Regions from separate parts of the Gossypium raimondii genome. Here region 1 is linked to region 2. A link is a contact called in public Hi-C data. All regions are on one chromosome and are shown on one strand. Each heading gives the region's core, a stretch centred on a gene start, on an enhancer-like site or on the middle of the called end of the contact. The rest is flanking DNA. Distances are from core to core; before and after follow the strand shown.

Region 1 (7,094 bases), core at 2,018-4,517, 200 kb after region 2:
ACAATGAAAAAGGGTAAAGTGAAGAGTAATGTAAACACAACAGAATTATCTCATTTCAAATGTATTGAAACAACCACAAACAAATAGATAAATAGGGAAGTGCTTTACCGCATCTTGGTGCCAGTAGTCCATGTCCAATAACATATGCCTTTGATCCTAATGATGGCTGACTAAAATCCACCATAATAGCGGTAAGCTTATCAGGAATACGATCAACTTGGAGCAGAGCAACATCCAAAGGTCCCTTGCAAATATATACTACCTTCGCCTCACACCAAATCCAAGGGTCCAGATGATCAAGTCGAACACGTATGCTCCTATGACCATGGAAAACTGACTTCAACTTGTACCCTTTCTGCTGATCAGCCAGTGGAAATGGTCCAATGCAACTTTTCTGGTACCTCTTATATCCTTTCTCCTCAGAAAATGCAGATTCTTCAGGTAGGAAGAATGGTGCTTCTTTTTTTGAACTACTTCTTACAGTTGTTTTCCCAAATCGCCACGGTTCCAACAGGTGAGCATTTGTGAGTATTAGCCCCTGATCATTGAGCACAACACCTGATGCCCATACACCATCGTTAACGGTAATAAGACATATGGAAGTCATTGCCTTCTCAATCGGTAATAGTGAAGAGCAAGGTGAGTTAAAATGGTCATGATTGTAACAGCAGTGTCCATTTGAACCATTGCTGTTAGACAATAATCCATTTCCTACAGTATTTAAGTTTCCCTTGTTGATGTGAATCCCCTTTTCTTCAATTTGTGGCTCCTTCAGCAGCAAGTCACTGCAAGCACTTGCAATGGCATCCCATGGAATCACCAACTGTTACCCAAGGCTACAACTTGTTGTGAAGAATTTACTATGACAAAGCTTAAAGAATATGGATAAGCCAACCATGTGCAAGTTACCTGAACCTCAGCATCACTGGTCTTTTGCCTCAAAGGTCTGGTCAGGATACCAACCAGCATGCCCTGATCACCAAAAACTGGACCACCCTCCATTCCTGGCCAATTTGATAGCAAATCATAATTAGGAGTTCGAGGTAATTTTTTTTGAAAGAAAAAGTAAAGGTAACAAAGCATGAGAAAATCCTGACCAGGAAGACATCGAATGTCAGCCATTAGCAATGCTCTGTCAGATGATTTAGGTGGATAGCAGTTGGCAACAGATCCCACTGACATGCTGATTCAAGTAGCTACATTAGTCAAACAGTAGAACTCCCGAAGAACATAAGCAAGCAAAATAATTAATAATATACCATGGTGAGAAGAGAGATACAGAACTATACTCGGATAGTTTGATAGTAAAAGTTAAATACCAATAAAAGATTAGTTCATTTCATGTTCCACAAGGATCACTGTCAGTGATCCAAGTATTTGGACTAATGAAAACTAATTTTGGCAAACAAGTTTGTTGTTATCAATGTTAGCTTATTAAAGCGTAAAAGATATTTACATAGGAGGTAGCATTACCTGTTAAAGAAGTGCAAGGGAGAGAGGATGCCAAATGGAGATCCCATTGCCAGAAGAAACTCTCCCCTTTTATTCAGAGGTAATATTCCAATTTTTGGTAGGCCCTGATTCATGATAATCCACAACATCGAGGTTAAGAGCCAAAGCATGCAAAAATAACCATACAAACCATAAAACCTCGAAACAGTACATTTTCTGCTTCAGTTACTATTGAACAGTAAATATTAATTAAAAGAAAAGAGCAAAAAGTGAAAGAAAAGCTTACATTTAAATGCAAATTAACTCCAAGGATAGCAATTCTAGTTGTTGACCTGGCCATTAGACTAGGATTGCTCGATTTCCCCATCACTAGCCTCTGACGCTCCATTAAAAGTTTGTTATCATACTCTATCTGAAATAAAGTTAAAACATCAGATCTTGTTGGATCTCCAACAAGGGTAAATGAAGGAAAAACTACTTCCTCAAGCATGATCACAGAAAAAAAAAATCCAGGATCTATGGTTATGTACAACTGGTCACTGATGATCTCCAACAAGGGTAAATTAAGGAGTTTTTTAATTTTGTTTTTGTAAGAACGATAAAGGAGTAGTTTGTTTCATACTCGCCTGTGTCTGAGTACTGTCCACTGAAGGCTGATGAGTTGAAGCCAATGACCAACCAAACTCCCATCCTTGCTCTTGTGAGCCTGAAGAAGCTTCGACAAGGGATTGAAGTGCAAGGGATGATATGGGAACATCAACCTTCAAAATCCATTCATCAATCAATATCATATAGTCCATATGCAGTCAATTTCTCAAGTGCAACAAAGTATAACCTAATATTACAGTTCATTAAAGTGTTCTTATAGCATTTAAATCCATAAGTAGCCATACTAACAACTTATAAATGCTCACCATTTTCAGTAGCCGTGCAGTAAACCAGCAACAACCTCCTCCATCTGAATCTGCGCCCATATTTTCCTATGAAAATAACACTATTCTCATTACACTTAACTCATTCCAAGTTAATCAACAGGCATTGCCTATCTTATACCTCGACCATAATATCAATCTGAGCACCAGGAATCAACTCAGGTAGACCCTGCATCGCAACAAAGAGTAGCACAATATAAACTCAAAATCCCAACAAAGTCAGCAATTAAACCCCAAAAAAAGGTCAACATTACTACCTGAGAAAGGTTTTCCCTATGTTGAATTGTAAGAAAAGGCTCAACGAGAGAAGCGACTGTCATAACTAACATCAAATTCTGACCACTATCATTGTCCCAAATGCACTTAACCACTTCAGTTTTGTAAAGGGTGTCAGGTAATAGCATGCCCGAAGCTGACAATGTCGTTTTGCCAGAACTAAAATACCCATAATTAAAAAAAAATTAATTCAAAAAATTGGAATCCAAACACAAGACAAAAATTTAACTTACTGGTATTGATGGAAGGCATGATTCCTCATCTTCAGACCCTTTGGATCCTACACAAATTTTTAATTAAAAATAAATAAATTTAATAAACATCCATTTTATTTAAAAAAAGCTGCAAATTGCAAAGGTTAATGGGCTTACGGGGCCTTGGACTCTGACCAAAACAGAGAAATTCCGGGCGAAATCGGCTGTTTCAGGGAGAGCCATTTGGATAGAAACGGTTGTAAAAGAATAATCAGAGGGATTCGTTGAGATATAATTTGGGGAATTTGGGAGTGTTTGGAAGAGTGGGGGGATACGATAAAAAACGAAGAAGCAGAAGTAAGTCCTGAGGATAGTTTTGACTTTCCGGCGCTTGCCAGAAAAATTAAAGTTAAAATACTATACGCTCTACGAGGTGTATAGATAAGGTGAGACCGTTAAAGCGCGCGCAGTTTTTATCTTGTAAATCGTGGCCGTTGAATCATTTGATGGGCCAAAACGTTTTGTTCCCTTCCTCATAAGCTACGTGGGCGGCATTCTTCTTACAATTTGCTAGTATGGTTTCCAATCATATTTCGCGTTCCGTTATTTATTGATTAAATAAAGGCATAATTGCAAAAAAAACCCTCAACATTTGGGGCTTTTGATTTTGTGCCATTAACCTTTTAATTTTTGATTGATACCCTCAACATTATAATTTTTTAAGAAATTAGCTTAATTTTAATGGTGAACTCATGATCGTTAATTAAATTGTAGGTCAACCTAATAACCCACGTGGCATGCCACATAAGCACACGATGTCATAGGTGATATCATCTATTTAACAAATTTTTTTCTCTCATTTCTCTCTCTTAATTTTCAGTTTTAGATCGAGGAAAACTAAAAGAACCAAAAGGAAATTAACAGATCAATAGTAAATCGTTTGATCTGGCAGCAAATTTCAATTCTAAAACTGAAAAATTAGGGTTTTTTTTTCTTTTCGAATTTTTTTGATTTCGTTTTTCATTTTATTTTATAAAAGAAAATGAACGATCAGGCTCAAATGATGAATCAGCCACCGCAAATGATGATGAACACGGTTCAGGTCCAAGTTCCAGTTCAACCGCAAATGATGAATCAGTCTCATCAGTTGATGGCGTCGGCGGCTCACTCTCAAGCGATGAATCAATTTGCGGCGTCTCAGTCGCAGCCTATAAACTCCGGTCCTCAGATGATGACTCAACTACCACCTCTGATGATGTTGAATCGAAGCTACAAGCCTTGGCAATCTCATGACCCAAACCAAAACCCTGACCCTAACAATAAATTCTCTTCTTTCAATCGTAATAACAATTGGAAGGGAAAAAAAAGTTTCATTCGGTAAAGATTCTTGGAAGTTCGAGAATAAGCCTTTACCCATGGGTTCTGTTTCTGCTATTTCTTCTGTTCCCGCTGCTTCCGGTAGTAATACTCAAGGATACAAACCTCCAACTCTAAACGAGCTTCAAAATCAGAATCGGTTAAAAGCCAGAAAATTCTACGGCAACAAGAAGAAATTCAATAACAGCAACAACCTATTTGCTCCTTACGCTCCGCGGAATACGACTTCGTTTATAATCTGAGCGAAAAAGTCAGATGGAATAGCATCTTTAGTGTCGCCATGTCCTGTGACGCCCGCCGTTCTTCCTATGCCAATATTTTCACCATCGAGGAAGGTTTTGGGTGATATGGCGTGTGGATGGTTATGGGTCGATGAAAGAGTTGATTCGGCTTCGATCACCAGAAGCTGGTCAATAAAACAAGAACAAACATGGAAAACAAAGTAAAACGATGGATTGTTGGTGATTAATTGAGGAGGGAAAGGATTCATACGAGGAGCTTCAACTACCATTGGATAAAAGGCTAAGGTGTGGGTTTACAAAAATTACACAAAACATGATTATAATCATGGTAATAGAGATTCTTGTAGATTAAATGAGCCAACCATATGTTTTGAAGAAGAAAAATGATGTTTGGCAAGAGAGAAAATAAGAAAAAAATTTTGGTTAAATAGATGACATCATTTATGACGTTGTGCGCTTATGTGGCGTGACACATGGGCTATTATGTTGACCTATAGTTTGATTAACGATTAACTCACGTAGACCGTTAAAACTGGACTGATTTATTAAAAAATCGTAATATTGAGGATGTCAATCAAAAAATAAAAAGGTGAATGGCACAAAACCAAAAGCCCCCAAAGAGGTTTTTTTTTTTTGCATTTATGCCTAAATTAAATTTAAAAGTTCAAATATCTTTAAAATTTTTGTACTTCTTATGTTTGGAATTTTATTTTTAAAATTTTAGTTTCTTTATTTTTGAATTTAAAATTCAGGTTTATTTATTTTCTTCCATTAATTTATTGGTGTGATATTTTGAAATAAAAAAACCTCACTTGATGTCCACATAACAAGAAAAGACATTGTAATGTACTTGAAATTAAAAGAAAATTTTAATGGTGTTAACAAATCTTAAAATTAACATTATCAAATTAATTGGAATAAAATATTTAAACTAATTAATGACATTTTAAGGATTGAGACATCAAATTATGTCAAAATTAAAATGTAAAGATTAAATTTTAAATTTGAGCATAATATAGCGCATTTTAGCATGCTCAACCACACGTCCTCCTGCACTAACAATAATGTCAATGTCAACTAAATTAAAACTTAATTAATATTTAATTAATATTTTATATATAAAATATTTAATGCATATATAACCCATAATATAATTTAGTACACTACTTCAACATATCGTTTTATTTTAAAATGTTTGAAACAATTGGCATTTTGAAACAACCTTTTAATTAGAGCAGTATTGAAATCACTGTTGTTCATTTGCAAAGGTGAGGAAGCCTTTGGCTTATTTCAAACCAATATCTCCTTTCTTTAAAAATTATTATTATTTTCTCTTTTTATAATATATAATATATAATATATTATTATATATAAATAACTTTAAAATGTAAGCTATTTCTTATGATTTCTTTTCAAAAATTTAAATGAAGAAACTCTTTTCTGAGAATAATGAAAAACTTAACAATGGAGAGAGAAGATAGTATTCTCTAGTTAATTTAAGATTTATGATACTTACCTTATGTTGGAGTATGCTGATAACATTCAACACATGTTGCACATTCAACACATGTCTATAGATTGAGGCTTGATTGAGTTATTTAAGTCTGTTGAAGTTGTTAATTAGTTTCAAGATACAGCAAGATTTAATCTTACTTTTCTTTAAATAAGTATAAATAATGTGCATGAATATTATATTATATAAGTCAAAATTTAATAACATTAAAACTTCTTATTATATCTTAATCAATATAGTTTAATTCACTACCATTTCCTTTCACTTACACGTAAATATGTCATATTAATCATTATTTTATTTTTCCTTTATTATTTAGTAGATACCCAATATAGACTTAATAGAGCATGTAGGATATACAAAAATAATATAAAGTTGCACCGAGATGCAATAACATAATAGAGTGGCACTGAAGTGCAATATCAAAATGGAACAACACCGAAGTGCTTTGTTAGAACATTGTGGCACTGAAGTGCATTAACAGAAAGCGCGCTAAAAGTTTCTGTAATGACATGGTATCTATATCCTACTAGTTCATATCTTGTCTACATGGGCAAATATAACAGAATTAGTTTCACATGTACATTTAAGAACATAACTTATATACTTTTGAATTCTTTTCACTTCAATCCTTATTATAAAAATTCAATAAACACAATAGTAGTATTTCTTTGGCACATGAAATATATAATACACTAACTTATAATATTCTATATCCACTATCAAAGTATTGTTAAATTTCACATGTCTCTTTTACACGTTTGCAACTTAATCATTTAATTCATAAAATTAAATGTTCACTAACATGTCACTTCAATTTCACTTCGCATTAAAACCTACTACCATAAATACTTCATTAAAATTATCTATTAATATTTAATTACACATCAAATTTTGGTCATTTTCTATCTATTCTTCTTTGCATAAATTTCACTTCACTTACTTTACAATCCTTTCAATTTAGTAGCTATTAGCATATATTTTCATTAATCACCATATTCTCACTTGGTATTCACTTGACTTCTATATATCACTACACTTGAATGTGTTATTTCAAAATCTTATTACATTTAGTCACTTTTGTACATTTTACATTTTGGTCCTTTTC
Region 2 (6,685 bases), core at 3,812-6,311:
TGAATAAAATAGAAAATTTTAGGGAACTTCTCAAAAGCGGAATGAGCTGACTTATACCTATAACAGGATGATATAAGACAATTCTGTAAAAAATGATCCGGTGTTTACTTCAAATAAATAAGCAAAATAATAATTTGCATGTTTCAAAATTCAATTTTAAACCGAAAAAATCAAAATTTAGGGGCAAAAAAGGATCTTTTTCAAAAAAAAACTGCGGCAAACTGCCTTTGGCAATTTTGTTAGCGCGTAGATCTCGAAAAGTTATTCGAAATCAAAAAAAATCGTCTCAATCGGACAACCGAGCCAAAAGTTATGGCCTTTCAAAGTTTTCCAAGCTTAAAAACATAAACTGTTCATGCCACGTCAGCAAATCGCTCCCTCAAGGACGCGATTTGTGTCCACGTCAGCAAATCGTGCTTACGTGGACGCGATGTCCTGACAGTACCCTGACATCGCGCTGACGTGGACGCGATTTCGCTGAAAATGGCCCATTCCGGTAAATAATTAAAAAACCGGCCCATTTCGGTAAATATTGAAAAAAAAGGGCTTTTTTTGGTCATTTGCCCTGATAAATATTCCAATAGCAAAATTGATACAAAAGTTTAAGAATTCTTCCGATCAGAGTTGAATTAGTCCCTCTTGTAAAACTTTCCTTGATGGTAATAACTAAATCTGTCCATGGATCGGGCAAAAAAAATAAGCCTCGTTTAAAAAATAGATCGGGTCTCAGATAAGGCTTTTCTGACCCAGGCCTGGCCCGACCCGAATATGCAAAAGAAACTATTGTTTTTTCTTGTTGTTTTTTACTCTCTTTTGTTTTCTATTTTCTTGTTATTTTTTCACTAATTTGCTATCATTTTACTATTATATTGGTACTATTTTGTTGTTTTTGTTTGGATATTGTATAAATCTTGTTTTATTGTTAATTTTGTTACTATTTTAGAGGCATTTGCTTGTTAAATTTCACTTATCTTAGTGGTATTTAAGTATACATATATATTTATTTTCAATTTGTCGGGAAACATTTATTTTAATGTTTCTAGTATTTTTTATGTATTATATTTTTAAAAAAACATTATATAATAAATAATATAAAAAATTAATACGGGAGAGTCAAGCCTGGATTTTAGCCTTTTTATCCGGGCCAAGTTGAGTCCAGGCCTAAAATTTTTGTTGGGCCCTGCCTGACCCATGGACACCTCTAGCCGTAACCACTTCCAAGCTATCCGTCTGGATCAACAGATTGTCAAAACCTCGATCACTTAGGAAGTTTAATTCGTCTAATATACCCTACAATTCAGCCTCAAACACTGAGCAACTGCCTAAGAACTTATTAAAGTCAGTAATTTATTCCCCATTTATGTGTCTCACAACTCCTGTTGCTGCCACCGACCCATCCTCAAGTCTATCGGATCCATCTGTATTCAAATAAATCCCACTCCCAAATCAATTAGAGTGAAGGATTGGTTTCCGAATATTATTCTCAATTAGCCTTTTGTTAGACAACAAAAAATTATTTTGCTCAATTGTACGAGACCTTAATAGTATCATTACTGCTCCAAGTCATACCTTGAAAGATGAAAAGATTATGGTTCTTCTAAATACGCCAGATGATAATCCCAAAAGGACATCTTCTAAAGTATGACCACAAAGTCCATACGTCATACTATGACCCAATCCTCATCGAACTCTCTGTGTGCTGGTTAGTAATCTCTACATGAGCACTAACCAGATAAAAAATCTAACCCTTTGGGGGCCTTTGAATTTCCAACGAATCTTCCAGACATCATCATTCTGATTTCAAGAACCTTTCCAATTTTTTCCATAGACACTCTTAATAGAGAACAAACCTGTCCTCGTTTGTCCCAAGATAATCCTGTCAGCTCCTACTACAGAGTAAGGTGTAAGGATACCAATAATTTTCTGAATGACAGTCTCAGGCAACCTGAGTCAAAATAGATCAAGGTTCCAAATACCACTGTCAACTATCATATCATTAAGCCAATAATCCAGATTAAGACTAGCATTTCCTGGAATCAGATTAATGAGAGGCCCTACATTTGGAATCCATGGATCATGCCAACATCTAATATTTCTCCCATCTCCCACTGACCAAAGTAAATTCTCTCGAATAAGTGGCCAAACCTTAGAAGGGATTTCTAGAATGCCAAAAACAACCAAATATTTTGCCCGAAGCACCTGTACCCAAAGAGCTTTCGAATTAGTCACACTTTTAAACCCCAATTTCATCATGAAAGAAGTGTTATGATCCTGCATCCTTCAAAGACCAAGACCTCCATGCTCTCGAGGCTGAAAAACATCCTTCCAACTGACCAAAGCAACTTTCCTACCACAGCTCGAAGACCCCCAAACAAACTGACACATCATACGTTCGGTTTCCTCACATAGCTCCTTAGGAATCAACATTGACTACATGAAATAACTAGGGATCGCTAATAAGACCGATCGCGCCAATGTGGCCCTACCAGCTAAAGAAAATAATCTCGCATCCCATCCCTGCAATTTACTCTGAACCTTATCCACCACAAACTGCTAAGAACTATTGCTTATTCAGTTATAGAACAAAGAAACTCCCAGATAGCTCCCAAGATTAATCACTCTTCGAAAACCAAGAATGTGGTATAGGTTATCTCCTAAGTGATCATATACCCTTTTTGAAAAGTAAACATTTTTTTATGAACATTGATCTTGTGCCATAAATACTCACAGAAACTATCCAACATTTCCTTCAAAACTGTGGCTTAATATTCTTCAGCTTGACCAAAAAAAATCAGATTATCAACAAAGAACAAGTGGGATAGGGGGTCCCGTATGAGCTGAACGGATAGGCCTCCATCGCCCAGAATCAATACATGACTGGATACTATGGCCAAGTCATTCCATGCACAGAACAAAGAGATAAGGAGATAATGGGCACCCTTGACGAACAGCCCTAGTCGGCCGGAATTTCTAAGTTGGTGTTCCATTCCACAAAATCTACATAGTAGAGCTAGTGCTAGCAAAAATAATCACATTACAAAGAAAATTTAGAATACCTGTCGCATGAAGAGATGCGCAATTAAACTCCCACCGCACTCAATCATAAGCCTTCTCGATGTCAATATTAATGGTCATCCAACTCCTAGTCTTCTTTTTTATTTTCATGGAGTGAAAAACTTCCTGAGCAATGATAATATTATCAGTAGTGCTTCTTCCCGTAATAAACCCGTCTGTTCTTCGCCAATTATTCTTGGAAAAACTAGCTTAAACCGATTGGCAATGATTTTCATTACCAATTTCTACAGAAATGAGTACAAACTAATCGACCAAAATTGGGAGAAATAATTTGGATTCAAAACCTTAGGAATGAGAACTATAAGGTCATTGTTCAACTTCGGATCTATTTTCTCACCTTTAAAAATATTCTTAACCCAATTACAAATCAAGTCCCCAAGACGATCTTATTGGCTCTGGAAAAATAATGTTTGAAACCCATCACTCATCGGCATCTTCAATGGTCCCATATCAAACATGGCTGATTTGATTTCTTCATTCAATATAGGTTTACTTTAAAACTAGAGCTCACCATCCTGTAGCCTTTGAAAAGAACTAGATTGAAGTCCCCCCATCGGTACTGGATCCTCACCATACAAATTCTCAAAGAAACGAATCGTCTCTTAACATAATTCCTCCTCATCAAAAATCCACTCCCCTTTCACATTTTTTAAAGCTAAAATTTGATTCTACTTACACCTTTTTAGAGCGCACCTATGAAAAATTTAGTGTTACAGTCCCCCAAAGAAAGCCATTCACATCTCACCTTTTGTTTCCAAAGAAGCTCCTCGTGATACAAAACCTGTTCCAATTCCTCTCTAATCTCTAACTCCGACTGAAATAATGGGTCAGACTGAGAAAAATCCAAATCTCTTTGAACCATATCAAGTTTTTGAATCAATATTTTTTTGTGAACCCAATATGACTATAAACCTTCTTATTCCACTCGTTAAGGTGACTAGTAATGTTAGAGAGTGACTTGGACAAATCACTATCAAAATTCTAATTTTTCTTAACGAAATCAAAAAAATTTGCATGTTCAATCCATCCTGCCAAAAAATGAAAAGAAAGACCCAAATACGAATAAATCATTGGTCGAAGTGACAGGAGAATAGGCCTCTGGTCGAACTTGAGTCTAGGGGCTTATTGCCACTAACTCTAGTTTCTAAGAGACCAATAATATCTAGTTTATAATCTCAATTATATTCACGAAAGATCCTAAAAAGAACTTGCTATTTGCACAACCTTGACAATTCCAAGAGAAAATGGATAAATTCATAAAAAAAAAGACTTACCATAGCTCTAAGGCTAGCATGAACCATCTCTAGCTTTTCCATTGCTGCCCAAGTTCGTCATCTCAGTCTTGTTATTAATTTGCGAGATGATGAGTTTGGCCATAGAATTTATTGTATCCGACAATGGAACCCTTGCATTCCCAAAATTTTTAAAACGTTTCCAGATCCTCTCCCTTTCGAAATCGAATTCCTTTACCTCTTCTACTCGAACTAACATCTTCAAGAGACTTGACATTTTTTAGTTCTCCATTTTCTTTGAAAATAATAAATGAATGGCTCATAAACTCTAAAATCCCCTTATTTATTACCACAACTGATTCTATTGGGCCATCAAACGTTGGATTAAAATGAGAATTAATACCTACTAGGGACTGATCTTCCCTAGAAATTAGGCTTTCCAAGGGAGAAACAGACTTAGGGTGGGTTTGGAGGGGTGGTGCATTTACCTGCGGTTAGTGTAAAAACAACGGTGGTGGTGAGATTAGATACTGTAGCAATACTGTAGCGTGAGATAAAAAGTAAGCTAAACGTATCGCACCCAATCGCCCATCCAAACCCACCCTTAGAAATATTCTACTGCACATTTGTAAGATTGTCCACCGAAATTGTGTTAACCAAACCCCCATCTCCTTGGGCTGTTAAACCAGGCCCAACCGACACCAAATTTCCAGCATACTCCAGCGCCTTATTATCCAAATTTAGGGGCACCACTAACAGCCCAGACAGATTACCTGAATCCTTCCTAGCAGGCCCACTAACCTCTATTCTCTCGGCCCCATCCAAAAAATCTGCCCCCTCCATATTGTTTTGACCCAAGACACTAAAATTGTTTTCATTCCCTCCTAATATTTAGTCGTCGAAAAATCCCCCTTTTAGAAACGGATCCCCTGCAAATCAGCTTCCATCGTACTATTCACGACCATTTTCCTCCCAAGCAGATTTGAAGCGTTTATCACGGGTCCTTTCGTCTCTAAGCTTTGACGAATTTGGGGATTTCGCCGTGATTTTCTTTCAACGATCATCCAAGGGCCAAATGGTTCCGTCACCTCTCCCACCTTGTTTGCCTTCAGTAAGTCCTCCTTCGTCGATCTAACACCCACATCCATCTCTTTTGAAGGCCCCTCACCGGGCAAAGTTCTTTTGAGTGACCAAATCGGCCACAAGAAAAATAAACAGTTGGAAGCGATTTGAATTCCACCCTCTGTATCACCCCGTTAACCATGATTTGAGAGACCAGGGGTTGTCTCAAATCGATGCCTACCGCCATCCTTGCAAATTTCCCTTTCGACCCCTTGTCCATCTGAAAGTCCAGCTTGATAACCGTCCCTATCAAACCCCTTATTTTCTCCAAAATCTGGCGTTTGTAGAGGAAACCCGGAAGACCAGACAACCTGACCCATACCATCGCATTGCTAGGGAAAGCTTGTGGAGAGAATCAAACTCCGATGTCCACGGTTGAACCGTGAGGTACTGGCCAAGCACGATCCAAGGCCCCTGGGTAAGTACTTTATCATAGTCAACACGACTCTGAAACTTAACCAGAAAATACTCATTTTCCATATCCATGAGGTGGAACTGTTGGGACAATATCCGCAGTCTTTGAATTCTATTTTGCAGTATAGAATAAGATAGATTCCGACCAAGAAGCTTAACCACTACCGTAGTCGCCATTTCTCTAAACAGAATTTGTTGAACCCTTTCTGAAAAACTGATAACAGGGATACCATTCACCGTTGATCTCGTAACATCTCCATCCAAAAGCTCAAAGTCCTCCTCCTTACCATAACCAGGGATTCCTCGACCCAAGACTTTATCCCTCCATGAGATTTCTGGTGCTAAATTTGTGTCATATAATTTACTTTAATATATATATTAGATTTCTAAATTAGTTTTAATAGTAGTATGTATAAATTAGTTCAATGTTTTATTATTTCAATTTAATATTATAGAGTTTTCTTTTATTTTTGTTCCAAATTTCTATATTACTTTTAATAGTACTATATATTAATTCATGTTTTATTAATTTAATTTAATATTATATTTTTTATTTTAGCTCCAAATTTTTATAGTATATTTGCTTGTATTATGTGTTAATTCAATTTTAATTAGTTATCTTTAGTTAATATTGATTTTACATTTGATTTAAATTATTTCTGGAAACTACAATTCAAATAGTAATATTCAATGATGTTGTGACAAAATTTAAAGATAATTTTCAGAAGAAAATACTTATACAATTACAAATGGTGTAATAAAAAGATCTTATGATAAATTTATTAATGTTTATAATAAATATAAATTGTGATTGATTTTTATACTTAAATAAGCCAGTTTTC

Evidence for each region. A called contact is a pair of places that touch in the nucleus more often than the background predicts.
Region 1: a Hi-C map of leaf shows a contact between it and region 2, with 2.1 times the contacts expected there. The contact joins the promoter of LOC105773989 here to the enhancer-like site in region 2. A contact is called at or near these places in 2 of 2 Hi-C or Micro-C datasets (both in leaf).

The regions. Positions count from the first base shown.
Region 1 is chr6:41,099,584-41,106,677 of ASM2569854v1, forward strand. LOC105773989 (glyoxysomal processing protease, glyoxysomal) reads right to left here and starts at 3,268. Exons shown (of 14, transcript XM_012596263.2): 1 at 3,032-3,268; 2 at 2,894-2,940; 3 at 2,642-2,819; 4 at 2,506-2,553; 5 at 2,367-2,432; 6 at 2,079-2,213; 7 at 1,739-1,864; 8 at 1,474-1,577; 9 at 1,098-1,183; 10 at 910-1,004; 11 at 109-823. The coding sequence starts at 3,097.
Region 2 is chr6:40,897,635-40,904,319 of ASM2569854v1, forward strand. No RefSeq gene overlaps it. Among protein-coding and RNA genes, the nearest start is that of LOC128042145, 30 kb to the right of the region's middle. Within about 2 kb of position 5,062, the one cell type or tissue checked has open chromatin away from gene starts, as enhancers often do. A contact at or near this core is called in leaf, where this site is marked.